Regions from separate parts of the Sus scrofa genome. Here region 2 is linked to region 1. The links are chromatin contacts, called in public Hi-C maps. All regions are on one chromosome and are shown on one strand. Each heading gives the region's core, a stretch centred on a gene start, on an enhancer-like site or on the middle of the called end of the contact. The rest is flanking DNA. Distances are from core to core; before and after follow the strand shown. Region 1 overlaps C7H6orf106 (chromosome 7 open reading frame, human C6orf106). Region 2 holds the start of UHRF1BP1 (UHRF1-binding protein 1).

Region 1 (2,720 bases), core at 110-2,609:
TACAGCAGAAATGAATCCAACCAGTATCCATGAAGATGTGGTTTTGACCCTAGGCCTCGCTCAGTGGGTTGGGGATCCGGCATTGCTGTGAGCTGTGTTGTAGGTCAAAGATGCAGCTCAGATCCTATGTGGCTGTGGCTGTGGCTGTGGTGTAGGCCAGCCAATTCAACCCCTAGCCTGAGAACTTCAGTATGCCACCAGTGAGGCCCTAAAAAAACCCAAAAAACAAAAAAACAAAAAAAAAAAAAACCATTCGACCCAGCACTCCCACTCTTGGGCATATATCCAAAGAAAACTTTAATTCGAAAAGATACATGCACCCCAGTGTTCATGGCAGTGCTATTTACAATAGCCAGGACATGGAAGCAACCTAAATGTCTATTGACAGAGGAATGGATAAAGAAGATGTGGTACTATACACAATGGAATATTACTCAGCCATAAAAAGAATGAAGTAATGCTATTTGCAGCAACATGGATGGACCTAGAGAGTATCATACTAAGTGAAGTAAGACAGAGAAAGACAAATATCATATGATACCACTTTTATGTGGAATCTAAAATATACAAACAAACTTATTTACAAAACAGAAATAGACTCTCAGACATAGAAGACAAACTTAGAGTTACCAAAGAGGAAAAGGGGTCGGGGAGAGAGAGATTAGGAGTTTGGGATTAGCAGATCCAAACTACTGTATGTGAAATAGCTAGCAATAAGTTCCTACTGTATAGCACAGGGAACTGTATTCAGTATAAACCCAAATCACTTTGCTGTGCACTAGAAACTAGCATGATATGTAAATCAACTGTGCTTCACTTAAAAAATAAAAAATGAATAAAGTTTTACCATTTTAACTTACTACAATTCTGTAGTATAAAGGATATTCACAGTGTTATGTAACCATCACCATCATCCATCTTTGCTTGTGCCCTTTTTTCCCCTGTTACACTACCTCCCTTTGTTCTTCAGGACACTTAACCATTTGAAATCAGAGAAAAACTTTTCTTGAGCAAAAACACTGAAGGAACTGAGACGTTTAACCTTTCAGGCTGGGCCTCATGCTGAGTTAGTGCCTTCCCTTTCCCATCTCCTCAGCCAGCTCTGTTTCATGCAGTTTCTTATTGGCTAGTAATAATAGTTGCATATGTTGTTTTGAACAGAATACAGTGCTATCATGTCTGCTTGTTCTTACATTGAATTGGAGCTGTTTAGTCTATTCTTGCTGTTCCTTGGCCCAGTGAGTTAGTGATCTAGATGGTCCAGGTGCCAAGGAACTTATACCCACATTTTAAGTTGTGTACCTTCCTGATAGATTAGAGCACCACTGGGCTAATGTCCACTCTCCACCTTTTACTTGTAAAATGAATATGCTTTGTCATCCTTCACTCCTGCTTCCTGCCAGGAATCCAGTTCACTACTTTCAGTTTCACTTCGTGCTTTAACAAATATTTCCTAATCTGTGGCTAAATTTCCTATATAATAGAGGTACAAGTAAGCAGGTTTTTTGGCTTGACTGTGGGATGAAGGCTGATTTGAGGAGGGAGATGAATCTGCCTAAGTAGGGTAGCTGGACTTTTCCACTTGTTAGTATTTCTACTGCGCTCGTCTCTGAGTCCTGTCTGATATGAGGTGGAGCCAAGTGGCGAAATATGACACAGGCTGAGGATAAGAATTGGCAGTTGTCCTGAGCGCACAAATAGTTTCTTCCCTCTCAAGCATATTTTACAGCCAAGTGAACAGAAAACAATTCAGGCTGTTTGCCTGGGACCTTCGGCAGAAAAATTATCTTTATAAAATGTGGACACTTAGTTTTTATGAAAAGCTTTCAGAAGAACAAAGTGCAAACTAGGCTTATTTTTCTCTCCCTCATTTTATCTTTGATCTCTAAGTATAAGGCTGATTCCAGATGTACTCCTAAGCCTATTTGTGGGTGGTAGGGTCTGGGCCTCCCCAAGTTTGACCAGTCACATATTCTTCACTTTGGATCACAGTCAGCTAGATAAGGAAATTTCTAGAAGAGTCTAAAGTCCAAGTGTTCCTATTGAATGGTCAAGTAAACAGGCACAGTTTGGACCCTGGCCCAGCTCTGCGCTGTGTAAATTTTATCTAGCACACACGGGCCGGCAGCTGGTAGTGGTATAATTCCAGGCAGTACTGATTAATACTACAGGCCACCCTTGCATGAGCCTTGACCTGAGGTAGCTGCTCTAAATATAGCCTTCCTTTCTGGCAGCTGCAAACACCTGGAGGAGCAGACAGGCCCCCAGCAGAAAAGTATTTGCTGTTAATAGCATGTCTCTTCAACAGTTGTGTACTGTCAGAACTTATTTCATGCTATGTTTGTGCATAATTAAAAGCAACCCGCTGAATCCATTGGCTTATGGTTGGGTTATGTTTGGAAAAGGCTATTTTTGCGTGGTTAAACTGTGGGGTCTGGGAATGATGTCACTGGTTTGAGGAAGACCATAATAAGAGAAGCAGTTACCGTAATTTCTTTGATCTCTAATGAACATAGCTTACTTAAACCCTTTAGTGGCCTTTGGTTTCTGGCACTGATGAACCATGCTGTCAGTCATGTGATTCTGTTCAATTAGAAACTCTGATTTGTGTGCTTGGAGTTCCTTCGTAAGGGGGCTTATAAGCATGTAAGTAATTAAAAAGAAAATTTACAAAATGGTACTTCCGAAAAGAAACTACAAATGACTTGTAAACATATAAA
Region 2 (2,895 bases), core at 39-2,538, 100 kb before region 1:
AAAGGAGGGAGAAAGGAGATCAGAGGCTCGGCCCAGGGTGCAAGAACTAGACCTTTTTTTTGTCTTTTCTAGGGCTGCACCCACGGCATATGAAGGTTCCCAGGTTAGGGGTCAAATCGGAGCTATAGCTGCCAAGCCTATGCCAGAGCCACAGCAACGCAGGATCCGAGCTGCGTCTGCAACCTACACCACAGCTCACGGCAACGCCGGATCCTTAACCCACTGAGCAAGGCCAGGGATCGAACCCGCAACCTCATGGTTCCTAGTCAGATTCGTTAACCACTGAGCCACGACGGGAACTCCAACTAGCCTTTTTTCAAGGGTGATGCAACAGGGTCAGCCAGACGATGAAGAGGAGGAGCTGGGAGCTTCTGGGAAGGAGAAACCAGTGCCCGGGTTGGAAATCTGGGCGGAAGAATGGGTCATGCAAGACTGGATGACAGGGTCATCTAGACGGGGCCGGAATGAAGGGTCTAATCCGCAGCAGAAGGAGGAAGAGGAAGGTGGGGAGGGGATAGTGGGCGGGTAAAGAGGCGGGCGGAGAGCCCGGAGGGAGGGACAGCGGGTCCTTAGCGCAGAGGAGACCACACGGGGTGGGCAGGGAAGGGTGGAAAGGTGGGGGCCACGGAGTGACGGGCAGAGGGCCCGGGGGACAGACATGCAAGGGGACGGGGTGACCTGGTGGGCAGTGTGGGACCTGAGGGCGCGAGCAGCCGGTCAGGGCACTCTGGGCGTCGGCAGGGACCGGGGTTGCTAAGACGAGGAGGAGAGCCTGGGCTCCCGTGCACAGGCAGGGGCGCCGGGTCCCCGAGGGCCCAGGGCGAGGGAACAGCAGAGCGGTGACAACGGTCGGAGCCACCGGAGTGGGGAGGAGACTGTCCGGCTCGAGTTGAGGCGGGGATGGCCGCGGAGTCCCGGCCCGGAGCACGGCGCAGGGGGGGAGGGTCCAAGGGGGCGAGGAAGGGCCCGGGACCACTGGGGGCCGGCGCTGGCGCTCTCACCGGGACAGGTGCTTCAGGATCTGCTTCTTAATGAGCCCGGCCATGCCGGAGCCGCGGCCCGCGTGGAAGGCAGGCGGGCAGCTGCGGCCTCCTCAGCGACGGAGAAGAGGCGGCCCCTCACCTCGCCGCGGTGCGGGGACCGGATGCCGCCGCCACAGCCGCCGCCATGGCGCTCTCCCGCCCCTGCCCGGGCGTCCGGAGCTCCGCCACGATCCCACCCACCCGCGCGGCGACGCGGAGTTCGCGCGCCGCCCGCCCGGCTCGCGATCGCGGCGGCCTGGGGCGCGCGCTCTGAGAAGGGATGGCGCGGCGGCGGGAGCGCGCGCGGCGAGGGGCGGGCTCCCCGCTCTCCCTCAGCCGGCATCGAGCGCCGCCCGCCTGACTCGCGGCGGGCCGGGGACGAGCCCTGATGGAGGGGCGCGCGCGGCGGCGGGTGCGCGCGCGGGCGGGCGGGCACCCAGCTCTCCCTCAGCCTGTGGTCGGCCTCTCAGTGGTGGGAGATCCGAGAGCTTCGCCTCTGAGCTTCGGGAGGTATACACCCCGGCAGTAGTCAGGAAGTCTCAGGGAAAGGCGGCGTGTAGTGTTTTCAGGAACTTGCTAGCTAATTGCATACCTCCTGGCCCCTTCTCATTCATTTCCCTCACACGTTCACTCATTTGCTGAGCACAAGCTCACCGCGCTCCGGGATGACGCTGGAGTGAAAAGTAGAATCGGGGCGCTCTGCTGCCTGTGTTAAGGGGTGAGAGCGGGCACCCCGTCATCCTCTCTGCACCCCTTAGCCTCTACCTGGTTAACCAGTGGGTACTCATTTTATTTGGCACGGGGGTGCACTGCAGAGACAGCACAAAGGGAGACTAGTTTTATTTTTTTTTAATTTTATGGCCGCACAGGCGGCATATGGAAGTTCCCGGGCCAGGGATTGAATCCCGGCTGGAGCTGCCATCTACCGGGCCGCTGCCAGAACAAGGAACACTTTTGGGGAGGGAGGGCTTTTTTAGGGCCGCACCTGCGGCACAAGGAAGTTCCCAGGCTAGGGATCGAATCAGAGGTCCAGCTGTGGACCTATACCACAGCCACAGCAACGCAGGATCCTTAACCCACTGAGCGGGGCCAGGGATCCAACCCGCACGGACACTATATCAGGTTCTTTTCCGCTGAGCCACGAAGGAACTCCAGAACAAGGAATCCTTTAACCCACCTCCCGGTGCTGGGGATTGAACCCACACCTCCGCGGTGATCCCAAACCGCTTCAGGTGGATTCCCAACCCACTGCATCACAGCTGGAACTGAGAGACAGAACAAAGGACTTTAGGGATTAACTTGGTTTTACAAATAAGGAAACTGAGGCTTAGGGAAATAGTTGAAAGAGCTTATTCAAGGTAACAGCTCAAGACTAGAACCCAAGTATTCTTACTCTCAGCCCCATGCTACTTCCACTCTATTTAGTCCATACACTTTAAAAAGTTAACCCAGGAATTTCCTGGTGGCCTAGCGGTTGGGGATCTGGCACTGTCACTGCTGTGGTGTGGGTTCAATTCCTTGCCAGGGAAATTCCTCATGTGGTGGGCCCAGCCAGAAAGAAAAAAAAAAAAAAAAAAAAAGGCCTAACCCATATGCCAGGGACACCTGTAGATTCTGGCAAAGGTGGGAGGGTGGCAGTTTTCTAGACTTAAACCTTTAAGCAAAAACCTGAGCAAAATACTCTCCAAGAGAGGATTATAAGTAATTTGGCAGTCAGTTAATTTTAAATTTATTCACTTGTGAATAGGTAATACAAGAACCTAACTCAAAAATTAAGTCTCCTCCCTCCCCTGTCTTCAGCCATCAATTCCCCTCCCCTAACAGATACGATTCCAGAGATAGTCTAAACATGGTGACATGGTGAGCCATGTAA

Evidence for each region. A called contact is a pair of places that touch in the nucleus more often than the background predicts.
Region 2: a contact with region 1 is called in a Hi-C map of liver, with 2.9 times the contacts expected there. The contact joins the promoter of UHRF1BP1 here to the enhancer-like site in region 1. A contact is called at or near these places in 2 of 47 Hi-C or Micro-C datasets (liver and skeletal muscle) and 2 of 2 datasets of contacts at active chromatin or transcription factors (alveolar macrophages and skeletal muscle).

The regions. Positions count from the first base shown.
Region 1 is chr7:30,629,445-30,632,164 of Sscrofa11.1, reverse strand. The region is part of intron 2 of C7H6orf106 (chromosome 7 open reading frame, human C6orf106); the gene reads left to right. Among named protein-coding and RNA genes, the nearest start is that of C7H6orf106, 36 kb to the left of the region's middle. Within about 2 kb of position 1,359, at least 58 of the 83 cell types and tissues checked have an H3K27ac peak or open chromatin away from gene starts, as enhancers often do. A contact at or near this core is called in alveolar macrophages, liver and skeletal muscle, where this site is marked.
Region 2 is chr7:30,729,859-30,732,753 of Sscrofa11.1, reverse strand. UHRF1BP1 (UHRF1-binding protein 1) reads right to left here and starts at 1,288. Exons shown (of 21, transcript XM_021098612.1): 1 at 1,002-1,288. The coding sequence starts at 1,045.